Linked DNA regions of Sus scrofa: region 2 is linked to region 1. Evidence: chromatin contacts called from public HiChIP or PLAC-seq data. All regions are on one chromosome and are shown on one strand. The core of a region is the stretch at or near the end of the contact, and the rest is flanking DNA. Distances in the headings are between cores, read along the strand shown. Region 1 holds the start of SENP8 (sentrin-specific protease 8). Region 2 holds the start of PNN (pinin, desmosome associated protein).

Evidence for each region. HiChIP or PLAC-seq counts read pairs in DNA pulled down with a chosen protein or histone mark.
Region 2: a contact with region 1 is called in an H3K27ac HiChIP or PLAC-seq map of alveolar macrophages. The contact joins the promoter of PNN here to the promoter of SENP8 in region 1. A contact is called at or near these places in 5 of 47 Hi-C or Micro-C datasets (heart right ventricle, liver, skeletal muscle and 1 more) and 1 of 2 datasets of contacts at active chromatin or transcription factors (alveolar macrophages).

Annotation. Positions count from the first base shown.
Region 1 is chr1:169,592,406-169,600,017 of Sscrofa11.1, forward strand. It overlaps SENP8 (sentrin-specific protease 8), which reads left to right and starts at 4,411. Exons shown (of 2, transcript XM_013992369.2): 1 at 4,411-4,610. It overlaps MYO9A (unconventional myosin-IXa), which reads right to left and starts at 4,366. Exons shown (of 44, transcript XM_021100912.1): 1 at 4,301-4,366.
Region 2 is chr1:169,721,659-169,729,270 of Sscrofa11.1, forward strand. PNN (pinin, desmosome associated protein) reads left to right here and starts at 3,991. Exons shown (of 9, transcript NM_001244231.1): 1 at 3,991-4,180; 2 at 4,821-4,892; 3 at 6,236-6,304; 4 at 6,657-6,729; 5 at 6,846-6,940; 6 at 7,106-7,181. The coding sequence starts at 4,068. It overlaps TRAPPC6B (trafficking protein particle complex subunit 6B), which reads right to left and starts at 1,124. Exons shown (of 6, transcript XM_013993366.2): 1 at 728-1,124. The coding sequence starts at 808.

The DNA.
Region 1 (7,612 bases), core at 3,161-5,660:
GTGCAAAGAATGAACTGGAGGCAAAATAAGAGACAGAAAAGAAGACCACTCAGAAAGCATTACAGAAGCCCAAAAAACATTTGGGGTTAAAATAAGAGACCACAAAAATAGCAATCAGAAATGATCTAAATATGAGGGACAATGTGCAGGATTAGTAATGTTGGTACACCATTTATCAAGCTAGGAAATCAAAAGAAAAAATTATGTTGCAGTTTGTCTCCTTCTACCCCCACCTTTTTGGAGGGAAGAAAGGTAGATTAAGAATTTTATTTTGTACATGTGTGAAGTGCTCATGAAATGTGAATCCAAGTGGATATATTCAGCAGCAGTGATTTACAAGGGTCCAGACTAGAGGCAAGAGCTCTACACCCCAGCTCTAGCCTTAGGAATAAACAAAGTCAATATTATGGTTTAAAAATATGATTGGGGGAGTTCCTGTCATGGCTCAGCAGTTAATGAACCCAACTAGTATCCATGAGGATGTGGGTTTGATCCCTAGCCTCGCTCAGTGGGTTAAAGATCCAGCACTGCTGTGAGCTGTGTGGCATAGTTTGCAGACATGGTCAGATCCCGTGTTGCTGTAGCTGTGGCGTAGGCTGGCAGCTGCAGGTCCAATTTGACCCCTAGCCTGGGAAACTCAATATGCCGTGGGTACAGCCCCAAAAAGGCAAAAAAAATTTAATTTAAAATAAAAAATAAATAAATAAAAATGATTGAAAAATCTTTGACTGTTACTAATATAACTAATTATAATTTATAACATAAATTTTCCCTTTTTTACTTTTATTTAATCGCCCTGTTTTTATAACAAATTTTTCAATAGCATAATCTAAATGATTAGAAAAGATGGGGTTTATATCATTAATTTCTACAAAGGTTTTACCTTTTTAAAAATCTAATAAACTGTTTACCCCATTTCTCTCATGCATTATGCACCACTAAGGGAAAAAAAACTGTTAAAAAGCCTTGTGTTAAGACAGTGAACCTGCTGATGTTTAAACTATAACATGATTTTTTTAGACTTAATCACATAATTTGCTGGCTTAGACCTTTAACTCTACCTATACTGTAAGTGTTGGGTTTCTATCCTACAATTTTTTCTCCCCACCTACACTTTTTGCTCACAAATCTATTACTGTTAACCCAGAATTCAATAATGAGCTTAAGACACAAATTCAGTGCCTACTGGCTATTTACATCTGATAGAAGTATAATCACCCAAACTCAACATGTCATAAATTGAATTCCTCTTTTTTGACAAAAATAAAAATTCCACTCCTCCCTCATATTGATCACCTCAGTGAAAGGCACATGCTAGAAATCTAAATCTGATCCTCTAAGAACCCTCTCCCCAATCCCAAATCTAATGAAATTACCAAATCCTATCCATTCTCAAAAGCCAAAGATCCACCACCATTATGTACTCTCCTGACACCTTTAGTCTACCTTCAATCCACCCTTCTCAAATAGATAGTGATCTTTTAAAAATATAAATCTGATCCTTTCAGCCCCTTATTTTAAATCCTTCAATAACTTACTTAATAAATATTATAATCTCTATCAAAGCTAATCACTCCATGGAAGCTCAAAGGTTCAATGAGAAATTCAGTTTATCCTTTTTTGCAGGTTCACAAAAGAACCATCAGGAAATTTTTTTAAATCCTGAAAATTACTTAAAACTTATATATATATATATATATATATATATAAGTTTCCCTGGTAGATCAGCGGGTTAATGATCCAGCATTGTCACTGCTGTGGCTCGGGTCACTGCTGTGGCATGGGTTCAATCTCTGGCCGGGGAACTTCCGCCTGCCATGAGCATGCCAAATAAAATAATAAATAAATAATAAAAAAACACACACATAGCAGCTGATACATTTAAGAGAAAAGCATGCAGCAATGTTAATAAAACCAAAGACTGAAAATAACCTCAAGACTACCAAAATGATATACTATCCAGCCAGTAAATGAGGCACTTCCAAATGTACAACCGTTGAGTGATCTCTAGGATCTATTATTAAATGGGGGTGGGGGGAGAAGGGTAGGGGGAAGCTATATACATTCCATCTAGTACACAAGCATTTGTGGTGTTTTAAGAACATAAATACACGAGTTCCCTCGTGACCTAAGTAGGTTAAGGATCCAGCGTTGTCACTGCTACGGTACAGGTCACTGCTGTGGCACAGATTCAATCCCTGGCCCAGGAACTTTTGCCTGCTGCAGGTACAGCCAAAAAAATATATATATTTTTACACACACACACATAAGTGTGTAGACCTGTATGCTAGAAATATCGCAAGAACAACACACACAAAGATGGAAATAGTGGTTGTTTCTAAGGAGGGAAAATGGATGGTTGGAAGATACAGGGAAAAGAGAAACTTTTTACTACATACTCTTTTGAACCTTTTGATTTTTATACTATGTCTAATTATGACCTATAATTTTAATATGATTTTCTCCTTCCTCGGTTCCACATACAAAAAATAAAAAATTTTAAAGTACTGACTACAAAAACCTCTCTATACTTCATCCCTATACCAACGTTAAAATTATGCAGTGATCATCTGGTGTAAAATTACATTTCCTTCTTGACAGCTCAGGAGTTCAACAAACTATGTTTTACTGTTTAACTACTGCTAATAAGGCTGTTGATAATGACATTGGTGAACACTGCAATGATAACTGTACCTGCCTCTTGAAAAAGCAAGTCAGCAGCACCAGGTAGCAGAATTTTATTATTAAACTGACATCAAAATCTTCAGAAATTAAGGAAAACTACAAATCTTACTTTCCCAGCAAATTCTAAAACAGCAAATTCAAAAAAAAAAAAAAAGTATCTTGCTATCCTTCAAAAGCAGTGCAAAAGAGCTGTAAAAATCTACAAGAAGGTGAAACAAATGATACCACATGGAGACATTCATTACTGTTGTGTTAATTAACCCTTCCAGAAGTCCCTAAAATGTCAGATCTGTACTACCCCACACATTCTACAGAAGATGAGAAGCAGGCTGTGTGACCTTACAATAGCACACACCGCCTGCCCTGGGCTTCCATGATCTTCCATCTCCCTCTTTCTAAAGCCCGGAGACTAAACCTCCAAACATGAGTGTCAATTGGTCCCCTTAGCCCCGCTGGGGGGAAAACACTAGGCTAAGCAAAATGCCTTCAGGATTTCACGGCAAAGCCCTTTCAACCAAAGAAAGGATCACGACCTCGGAGAAAGATATTAAGGTCTGCCTAAGGAAAGGAGGTCTAGAAGAAGAGGCCGCTGCTGGTGTCTAAAGAGGAGCTGACACCAGATTTCTTGGGAAGTAAGAGCATCATGAAATAGACTATCTGAAAGACGAGTTGAGTAAGGGAAGAGCTTCAGCTAGGCGGTGAGCAGGTCCGCTAGGAAGAGGAGTGGGCAGCGATGGATCTGCCTTGGAGCTGGGGGTCGCAATGGGTTTAGAGGGCAAGCGTAAACGGATCTGAGGAACTGTGATTGGGTCAGCTCACAGGAGGATGCAACAGTCTCGAGGCCCCATTTAAGAGTACTACGAGAGTCCGAAGAGGGTTCTAGTGGGGTGTGATGGGGTGAGAGGCCCGAGACTAACACCAGGAGAGGTTGGAGCGCCGGAATGGTGCCTGGCCAAAGGAATACACGATGGGTGGGGTCCACTGGGTACCCGGGGCAGCGATCGGGTGTCAGGGAGGCTCCAGCGCAGACTAGCTCGCGGGGCGTCTCCGCTGGGGCGGGGCGGGGCGGCCCCGCAGGAGCCAAAGAGAGAGACCGAGACGTGGGCCGGGCTGGGCGGCAGGGCCGCTGGGCGGCTTGGGCGGGTCTTACCTCGGGCTCCGCCGCGGTGGCCACCGCAGCCCCCTCCTCTTCGGCGGAAGCCGCCTCCCAAACTCGGCCCCAGGGTCAGGCCGGAGGAGACAGCAGAGGCCAAGATCACCAAGGGTCGGACGGCTCCGGGAGGGTGGGCCCAGCTGCCTTAGGGTCCGGGCGAGCGGCCGCCGCGCATCCCCCGCCCTGTCAGAGAGACTCCGCCCGGCCTGGGCAGGCACATCCCCGGCCGCACCCGCCCTGAGACCACGCGTTCAGTCGCCGCCTCAACCGCTACTGCCGCCTCTGCGGGTGTCGCGGGTGCCTCCACCGCCGCCTCTCACCACCCTTGCTGTTCACTCAGCAGCCACAGTCAACCGCCACCACGTACCAGTCCGCTCGGGCCCGCGCGCCCCCGACCCCGCGCACGCGGCCCCGCCCCGCACGACTCCTCAGCTGCAGAAGAGCAAGCGCGCGCGCACTTACCTCCCACGCCCCCTACCGCCCTCGGGAGCCAGCCTGCTCGCCCGACTCCGCCCCCGCACGTGATGCCGCCAGCAAGTACAGCATGCGCTTGCGTGGACACGCCCCATTTCGTCCGCTTCAGGCGGCCCCGCCCAAACTTTTCTTCCTCACCTTACGGCAGAGTTGGGAACTCTGCCTTAGGTTTTATCTCTTCTAGAGAGGGATGTCGCAATGTTGGGCTAGAAAACTCTGGGTTTACGACTGCAGCTCTCGCTTTCCGGCCAATACCGAGGTGCCTGAAGGCTGGCTGGGGAGGTGAGGCCCGAGGCAGGTAAGAAGCCTCCTCCCCACTTCGGTTTGTCGGTCGGTGTGTCTGGGCAGGAGATCGTTTTGCCGCCCACGCAGTTCTAGCGTCTCCACACCCACTCCCCAATTCTGGCTCAAAATTCTTAGCGCCGCCTCCTTAGCGCCCCCCCCTCCCGCCCCCGTTTCCACACACACACGCCCTTTCCCCAGCATTTCCCCGCCCCGGACCTCCGTTTCCTAGTACTTCTTTCTTTTCATCCCTCAGACTTTTTACTGAGCACTTTCCGTGCATTAGACTCCAGAAAGTCAGAAGCAAATGAAATAGTCTCAAGTGTTTCGAAGTATGTTGGAGACGATGAGAGAATCCTCCGTGATAGTAAAGTAAAATTATAATAGAAAAAAAAAAAAAAGCACAAGGTATTCTTTGAGCGTAGAAGAGGGACCACCTGATTGTGTATGACTTGAGGAAACCCTCTGGGTCACTCTTAATTTGTGTTAGAAAGCTAATGAGCAGTAGCTGGTTAAAGCGGTATAAGAGATAGAAGCAGAGGGAATGATGGGTACAAAAATATTTTTGACAGTACTGGCGCTGAAATAAAAAGAGGAATAGAATACAGTTAGCGAAAACCACGTGGCGTAAGTTACTCACTCTTTGAGTAATAAAGAGTTATAAAGTAATGAGGTGAGGGACAAGCGTGTGGGCCAGAACAGTGTTTTCTTTTAAGGTGGTTATGAAGTGTACCATAACCAAGATGTGGACAGTTTATGAGTGAGAGTGGGTAATTTACAGAACCAGGAGCGGTAGTGGAATTAAATCTTGTATGCACATTAGAGTCACCTGGGATTCTTTTAAAAAGTAAAACCAGGCGTTCCCATTGTGGCTCAGCAGTAATAAACCCTACTGCCCTCCATGAGGATGCAGTTGAATCCCTTCCGCCATTCAGTGGGTTAAGGATACAGGATTGCCATGAGCTGTGGTGTAGGTCACAGACACAGTTGGCATCTGGTGTGGCTATGGCATTGGCCAGCAGCTGCAGCTCCTATTCGATCACTAGCCTGGCAACTTCCATGTGCCACGGGTGCAGCTCCAAAAAGGAAAGAAAAAAGTAAAACAAATGAAGTTGCTCCACCTGAGGCCAATTAAACAAATCCAGGCATCAGTTTTGGTTGTTTTTGTTTTTTTAAAGTTCCTGAGGTGACTCCAATGCTGCAGGTTGAGAACCACCAAACTATAGCAAAGGAAAGTTTGGGAAGTAGGGGAAGGCAGAAGGTTGATGTAGTTGGCGCTGTAATGTTAAGTTGGGAGTCATTTGATGAGAGTTCAGGATGGCATGAGACCCTTGAAAGTTTTGAATAACTACTCTGGGTAATGGGAGGAGTCACTCCTGCTTTCTCTTTAGCACAGTTTCATCCTTCAGTCTTAATCAGGCCCATTTCGGTTACTGCTCTTTCCTCTGTCTTTTCCTTCTGTCCAAGTTTTATCAGCTGGGGATCCAGCCTTAGAGCTCAGGGGAATCCTCATTTCTATCCCCCACAAGATCAGAGTTAAGCCAATTGATGAGATTCAAAGACTGACTTCACTCCCATAGAGATTACTATATACAGTGCCTTGCCAATTTAGAATCTGCCTTTTATTATTTATTTCATCAACCATTTAAGTTAGGAATGAGAAAGATTTAAGTTTCAGCCCTATTAGGACTTCACAGTATTAGGGAAAACAAACCTTTAGAAGAATTCACTTGGCAGACAGATAAGGTCTGTATAAGGCAAAGCCCTAGCTAGTCCGTGCTACTGTATTAACTGTGGTTAATTAAAAAACTTGTCTATCTGCTACCAGATAAGAGAAGGTCACTATTGTCTAAAATACTAGGGTTTAGTATGAAAAGTAGGGGTAGGACGGAGATAAAGATGATAAAGTGGATGTGAACAGATAATGAACTTTGAATTCCATGCTCAAGTGTTTAGGTTATATTTACTATGAGCAATTAATAGGTCTAAATACCAAAAGTAAAAGTAATTTCTCTTGTGTCATGGACCACTTGGTCAGCCTGACCTGTGGATCCTATCTCAGAATAAGAATAATGTTTTTAAATATATAAAATAAAATACATAAAAACATAAGTGAGATCTTTTTCATTGAAAGTTTTAAAAATATTAAAACAGATAAGAGATGTAGTTACATATGTGCTTAACTACACATTAAATAATATTTGGCAGCAGGACTGATTTTGTATTTTCAAAACAATGATGAGTATAAATTGTATTTTGAGATACCTGTAAGATTTTAGGAGATTCCCTGGCTAGTGGTCAAATTAGAGCTGTAGCCTCTGGCCTACACCGCAGGCATGCCAGATCTGCAACCTACACCACAGCTCACAGCAACCCCTGATCCCACTGAGTGGGAGTAGGAGTTGAACCTGTGTCCTCATGGATACTAGTCAGATTCGTTTCCACTGAGCCATGACAGGAACTCCTAAATCTAAGGATTTTAAGTGAGAGCATGACAGATCAAATCTGTTTCAGAAAGATGCTTGAGCAAGGTTCACCTCTCAGCCTCTCTCTGGGAATAGAGAACTGGCTATTCTCTTTTCCTATGCCTTAGTTATAGTAACCAGTAGTAATCCACTGTTGCCTAAGAATTTGGGCCTACAAGAGAACTAAGCTTGTGGCTATATATGGGAGAAGTACAAGGAAATAAATTGGGAAAGATAGATTAGGGCTGTTTTTATGGAATTTATTTAATGCCATGCTGTAGTTAGTACTTAATTTGCTAGACAGTGGAGAAACACTAAATATTTAGAGCAAAATAACACAGTTCCATTTGGAAAATAAACTAGAAGTAATGTGTAGGTTAGATCATCAGAAGAGAAAATAGGAATGAAGAGACTAGACCAATAAATAATTGACATTTTTAAAAACTAAATTTTATCATAAAGTGATCTCTAAAAGAGTGCTGAATTTATTTCCACAGTGTGACTGACCAATCTAAAGAAAAAGATTGGAATAAATTACATACCTTTCAACAAG
Region 2 (7,612 bases), core at 2,741-5,240, 130 kb after region 1:
TTCCCCAACGATTGGGAGGCAAGGACTATCTTACTTATCTAAAAGCATCAGGCCCACAATACACACTTAATATATTTTCTGAATGAATCAATGAATGAATGAAGATTCCCACACATTAGAAGTAAACTCCAGGAGGTTGGGGCCATTGTTTAGCTCATTATTCTATCCCTAGCCACTACCTCTGACATGTAATGGACACTAAATAAATATTTTTAATTAGTTAAATTGTAACATCTGCAAAGTTTCTTTTGCTTCTGCTTCAAATCTCATTAGCCGTCTCTCTTTGAGTTGCCTAGAGTGTTATTGAGAGTTGGGGAGGGAGGGACAAGATTCTCGGGCTGGGAGAGATCTGTCCAGTAGACGATTAGGAAGTGCTGAAAGTGACAGAATCAAGTAGGAGTGCCGCAATCAGCTGTGCAATTAACTCTGCCGCAAATTGCGGTAGGGACAACACTTGGGTCAAAACTAAGAAAAGCAGTGGCCTGCAATACACAGATGTGGCACTGGACAAAAAAGTACCAAATAGTAGAAGATACGAAAAGGAGACTCGAAGGAAAAATAGAAGACAGCTGACAGGTTCTAGGGCTTAGGATACCTGAAGGTGAACAGTTTGTCTACACTTTGGGAGGCGATGAGTGGCGATGGGTCAGGGGTTGAAAGAAAGAACTGAGTGAAAACAAGGAGCGTCACCGCAAAAGGACCTCGAAGGGCGTGTGGCAGCACTCACCACCTCCCCCTGCTCCGCGGACTTGTACACTCCAGACACCATCTCGTTATGCAGAAGCAAAAACAACGCCTCGTCCGCCATTTCCTGCTTATTCTTCCAAGCACCGACTTTCGGCTCCCGTTTGGGACGGGCTCAGGGGTTCCTGCTAGTGCCTGAGCAGTTTGGCCTGCACGGCCGCTCCTTCAGTCCGCCTCTCGTTCCTCGTTGCTAGGAGACGAGGAATTCAATCAGCTTCCCGAAGACTGTTACTGCAGTGAGCCTGGTTCCGGGGCGAACGCACCCCAGGGCCACCAAGCCCCCGGGCTGAACTAGAGCGTCTGACAGGACCGGGAACCAAAACCGACGAAGATGCGATCCGGCCCCTGGGCGGGGGGCGAAAAAACAACTTCCGGTCCCCTCTACCCCGGCATTCCGCCAACTCTATGGTTACAGTTTCTTCCCGGGGTTGAACTGAGGGCTCCCAGATAGAGGAAGGCTTCTTCCTGTTACTACGTAGTAGGCGGCCGGCGAGGAAGGTGGTAAAGTGAGACTGGAGGAGCTCCTGCTGCCATCTTTGTGTTAGTTATGTTAGAACTGACAAGAGTTTCTACTAGCTTAATCAAAAGTTTTCATTTCTGCCGCATGTTCCTTAATAGGAAAAGTCGTAAAAAGAGTAAGTCATCATTTTGGGGGCTATAAATACTAGATATATTGAGAAATTATTCCTGTCCATTTTGGATTAAGCCTGGATATACAAAAAGATTTAGAAGCCATTAGGAAGTTTACTGGGAGTAGGTACAAGGGACGAGAGGAATGGAGAACGCAAAGAAATGCTAATTTGAATAAGAAAATACAAATTAGGAGTTGCCCTCCTGGCTCAGTGGAAATGAATCTGATTAGTATCCGTGAGGACTCAGGTTAGATCCCTGGCCTCGCTCAGTGGGTTAAGAATCTGGTGTTGCCGTGAGCTATGGTGTATGTTGCAGACACGTCTAGGATCCTGCATTGCTGTAGCTGTGTTGTGGGCTGGAAGCTGTAGCTCCAATTAGACCCCTAGCCTGGGAACCTCCATGTGCCACGGGTGCACCCCTAAAGGCAAAAATATATACATATATGTGTATATATGTGTGTGTGTGTGTATATATATACATATAGGCAGCTTACTAAGGTTGGTTTTTCTCTCTTTTTTTTTTTTGACCGCCCTACAACATACGGATTTCCCTGGCCCTCTGTGCCAGCCCAGGGATCCAGAGTCCTGGCGCTGCTGGGATGCCACGGATCCTGTTGCAGCACAGCGTGAACTCCAAAGTTCATTTCTCAGATCATAATAACATAGTTTTCTTTGGATATTTTGGAGCCTAGACGGGAAACTAATATTTATTGAGCATTTGTAAATGTTGAACATGGCATTCCACTGATGGGCCCCCATAAGTCAGACCATGTTAAACTTTCCAGGATCTTAAAAATAGATCCTATGGAAATAGGAATATATCCTACTTTTTTGGATAACTCTAAAAGCATCTTCCCATGGAAACATTGTTATACTTCGTGATTAAGATCTACTATTACCACATTCTCATGCTTCCTACACAGGATTGTAATAAGAATCAATAAGACTAAGTATGCTTATAATCAGAATCAAATAGTTATCAACACTCATCCGTCTTGGCAGCTCTAATTCTTTTTTTGTATAGCACTTAACCCATTTCTACCATTTTATGTAATTTACTTATGCTTATCGTCTGTCTCCACTCTTCCTGCCACCAAGCTCCTTGAGGGTATATATCTCTATTGTACACTGACTTATCCACAAACCTAGCACATAGCAGTCACTCCATAAATGTTCAATGACTTAATGAAAACATGAATGATATTTGCTCCATGAAAATCCTACAAACTACATGGAAGCAAGAACCACAGCTATCTTGTTCTATGCTTTTTCTTCGAAGCCTAGCTTAACACAGCTTTTAACGACTGTTGGTATGAAGTAAAATGGTAACTCGGGTTAAATACTTTTGGCCTGCTTCGTGCAAGGATGCACTGGCTGATGGATAAAGGATGAGAACACAAAGATTATTCATAACATTGCTTCCGTAGGAAAATGCTTTCTTCCTTTTTTTTTTTTTTTTTTTTTTTTTTTTTTTTTTTTTTTTTTTGCCTTTTCTAGGGCCGCTCCTGCGGCATCTGGAGGTTCCCAGGCTAGGGGTTTAATCGGAGCTGTAGCCACCGGCCTACACCAGAGCCACAGCAACGCGGGATCTGAGCCGGGTCTGCAACCTACACCACAGCTCCCGGCAATGCCAGATCCTTAACCCATTGAGCAAGGGCAGGGATCGAACCCGCAACCTCATGGTTCCTAGTCAGATTCATTAACCACTGCGCCACCACGGGAACTCCCGAAAATGCTTTCTGAGATGCAGTTTTCAAATATATTTCTGGAACAAAACCGGTTCTCAGGTCAGCAATAGGGGTAAAGCAGAACCAGAAGGTGGAGGACACAAACAATAGGGCTACTCTCCCGGACCCTGTCTTAAACCAACGAGCATTAGGCCGGGTGTAGAAGCTAATGCCTGCCTCGCCATCGCTTTTTTCTTGTAGTACATCCTTGCCCAGGGTCTGATCATAGGAAGACCCCAGGCCGGCATGACCTAGGGACAATTACAGTATCTCCAGACTCAACTTCCGTATCAGTAATAACAGAGATTTTATTTAAGCTTTTGGTTTGTGGGGGACAAGGCACATAAAGTGTTTCACGGTGTAGAGAACAAAGTAAATGTTATCTATTACGATTAATAATCTTTCCGTCTTCATTCTTTGCTTTGCGGTGCTCTTTACGGTTTAACCTCATTAAGGGAGCCGACCCGCCCACCCCCTCTCTGGGCATGCGCACCAACAGAATGGCCGCACCCTGTCCTTAGAAAATCATTTACCGGGGAAGATGGGAAAATAGACTCGCTTCCGCTCTACTCTAATGCGATTAGGTGGTAAAATGAAAAAAGGCACGTCATATACGGGTTAAAAGGGCTAGAAAGCTCCGCTCTCCTGGCCAAACGAGCACGGCCGCAAGCGCACGTCTCGGAGGACCTAGGGACTCTCAAACCCGCCCCGACTCTGCGCTAGAAGCGGAGCCCAGCCACCCGCGGCTAACTGGAGAGGGAGACAACCGCCTGGTCGACTTTTCATTGGCCCGGAGTCTCAAGGGCCGGCAGCTTCTCCCCCTTCCGGTTGCTGAATGGTTAAGGCCGAAATACAACTCCTATTGTCATTGGCTGAGGCCAGCTGTCAGTCCTCTCGCGTTTCGCGGCGCGACACAGCCAGGCGCGGCCTGTAGAGCAGTCTCGAAGCCTGCCGCAGGGAGAAGATGGCGGTCGCAGTGAGAACTTTGCAGGAGCAGCTAGAAAAGGCCAAAGAGAGCCTAAAGAACGTAGATGAGAATATTCGCAAGCTCACCGGGCGGGATCCGAATGACGTGAGGTAAAGGGCGGATAGGAAATTGCCGTCTCCGAAATGCAGTCGTGAAGCCGGGGTGAATTGGGGGCGGGGAGAGCGGTCAGCCCTGAGAAGGCTGGAACATCGAGGCCTGTTCCCGGGGCAGCAGTAGAATCCCGTCCTCCGTGAGGTGGGAGTTTCCGAGACCGCCACCCTAAGTCCTGGGGCTCAGGTGTGAGGAGCGAGAGCGGGGCCGGGGTGCGTCGGAATGGTTTCCTGTCCTGAGGGAAGGCCGGGACTGCCGATTCCCGCCCTCGGCCCTGTAGGCCCGGAACTGCAGCACAAAGCCTTTCTCCTCCTGGGGCCGCCTGACTCGGCACTGGTCCGGAGACCCTCCCGGGACGCTGTCCCCCGCTTCATGCAACTTCCTCTGGGGTGGCGAAATTCGGGCCTGACCCCAGCTTGTTAATGTGTACTGGCAGCGAGGTAAATACAATTTCGGTGGTACTGATCTTGGAAAAACAAGGAAGTTAATGCAGTACTTCCTGTCCTGTTTGAAACACGTGGATTTGAAACCGTCAGATTAGAACGTTCCTGGTTATTTTCTTTTGATGATGAACCTCATCCTTAAGGTGTTTGGTGCTGTTAGATACGATTTTTGTACTGATTTGTAAATATTTTGTAGGCCCATCCAAGCCAGATTGCTGGCCCTGTCTGGTCCTGGTGGAGGTAGAGGACGTGGTAGTTTATTGCTGAGGTAAGATTTCCTTAGGATTTAATTCACATGTTAAGACTGTTGGTACTTACTATACTAACTAAATTAAGGCATCGGTTTAAACAAATTTTGTGGTAGAGTCAACGTTAGAGATATTTCCGTAGTTTGAAGATGTGATGAGCTGTATGTAGTTTTCTGTATAGTTATCCAGGAACTTTACACTCCAAACTAGAGATTGAAGTGACTGTACCAGTTATGTGCAAACAATTTATTCCCATAGGTTTTTGTTTTTTTTTTTTTGTTTTTTGTTTTTTTTTTTTTCTTTTCAGGTCCATACCCATGGCATATGGAGGTTCCCAGGCTAGGGGTCCAATTGGAGCCACAGCTGCCAGCCTACACCACAGCCACATCAGATCCAAGCTGCACCTGCGACCCACACCACAGCTCACAGCAACGTCAGGTCCCCAACCCACTGAACGAGGCCAGGGATCGAACCCGCAACCTATTGATTCCCAGTCAGACTCGCAGCCGCAGTGCCACAACAGGAACTCCTATTCCCATAGTTGTAAAAGAAGCGCTATAAAAGCATTTGGGGATAAATGACCATTTAAGATTACTTTATTTATTTATTTATTTTTAAGCAAGCAAAGTTTTTTGGGTTTTTGTTTTTGTTTTTTTTTGGTCTTTTTGCCATTTCTTGGGCCGCTGCTGAGGCATATAGAGGTACCCAGGCTAGGGGTCTAATCAGAGCTATAGCCACTGGCCTACACCAGAGCCATAGCAACGTGGGATCCAAGCCGAGTCTGTGACCTACACCACAGCTTACTGCAACGCTGGATCCTTAACCCACTGAGCAAGGCCAGGGATCAAACCTGCAACCTCATGGTTCCTAGTCAGATTCGTTAACCACTTCACCACAATGGGAACTCCAGCAGAGTCTTTATTAAAGGAAAGTAAATAGCAGTTCCTGTCGTAGCACAGCAAAAACGAATCTGACTAGAAACCATGAGGTTGAAGGTTCCATCTCTGGCCTTGCTCAGTGGGTTAAGGAACCATGAGCTGTGGTATGGGTCGCAGATACAGCTCAGATCTGATGTTGCTGTGGCTGTGGCTTAGGCCAGCAGCTGTAGCTCCCATTCAGCCCCTAGCCTGGGAACCTCCATATGCTCTAGGTGCAGCCCAAAAAGCAAAACAAATAAAAAAAATAAAGCAAACAGCTCCCAGGGTTGTTGGGAAGGGGGAGAAGAGCCCCTAAGGTTACTTTAATTAGGAGGGTTTTTGTTTTTGTTTTTTTTAATTTGTAACTAAATTCTGTTCCCTAAATGGAAATACTCTCTCATATAAATACATTTACGTGTTTATAATGTTGGACATTTATATTGCAGGCGTGGATTCTCAGATAGTGGAGGAGGACCCCCAGCCAAACAGAGAGACCTTGAAGGGGCAGTCAGTAGGTATGTTGAATGAAAAGATTCTGAAAGCAAACTTGTATGTTTCACTTTCTGAGGTAGCATAAATATTTATTAAATATTGTTGTGTAAGGGCTCTATTAGAATTGAGTAGTATACCCTTTCCCGAGTCTGTTCCCTTGGTATCTGATGGAACTGAGACAGCCAATATCACTTAAAACTCAACTTTTCACTAACAATAACAGCAGTTTTAACAAAGGTCATGAGAAGAATAAGATTGGGAAAATACTCAATTTGTACTATTTTTCTGTCTTTTACTACAAAAACTTAACCATCTTGAGAGGTAAAAGAGATCAAAGTTTTTATTGCTCCTTCTAAATTCTCTTTCCTTTGTCAGGCTGGGCGGGGAGCGTCGGACTCGGAGAGAATCACGCCAAGAAAGCGACCCAGAGGATGACGATGTTAAGAGGGTAATTGAGATTAAAAGAACTTCATAGAGGATGAATATAGCCTTTTCACCTTACTACATTTAAAAGAGTGCCACCCATATGCTAGTGAAATGACAGAAATTTCTTTTCTCCTACAGCCAGCTTTGCAGTCTTCAGTTGTAGCTACCTCCAAAGAGCGCACTCGTAGAGACCTTATCCAGGATCAAAATATGGATGAAAAGGGAAAGCAAAGGTATCATTAGTATCCTTCTGGAGGAAAACAACTCTTGTTAAATAATGTAATTTAAAGAAAATTTAAGGAATTGTTCCTATGTCTATTGTATGTTTCTTCTAGCAAATGGCAGTCTTAAATGAAGTGGAACCTTTTGAAATTGGATTTTCTTTTTCTTTTCTTTAGGAACCGACGAATATTTGGCTTGTTGATGGGCACGCTTCAGAAATTTAAACAAGAATCCACTGTTGCTACTGAAAGGGTATATGTGCACTTTTTCCTTTGCTTCCTCTAAGTTTTCAAAGTAGCTGATTGCATATTTTTAAAAAGAGCTGAAAAGTTCTCTTAAGATTTAATTGCGGGAGTTCCACTTCCTGTTGTAGCTTAACGGAAAGGAACCCAACTCATATGAATGAGGATGTGGGTTCAGTCCCTGGCTTTGCTCAGTGGGTTAGGGATCTGGCGTTACCTCAAACTGTGGGTCACAGACTCTGCTCAGATCCCACATTTCTCTGGGGTAGGCCAGCTCCAATTTGACCCTTAGCCTGGGAACTTCCATATATGCTGCACCTGCCCCCCCCCCAAAAAGATTTAATTGAAGGCTTCAAAAAGTGGGTAACTGATAACTTCCTTTTTCGGGAAAAAAGTTTAATTGCAAGCCTACATGAAGCCAAGGAAAACCTGTAGAAACTT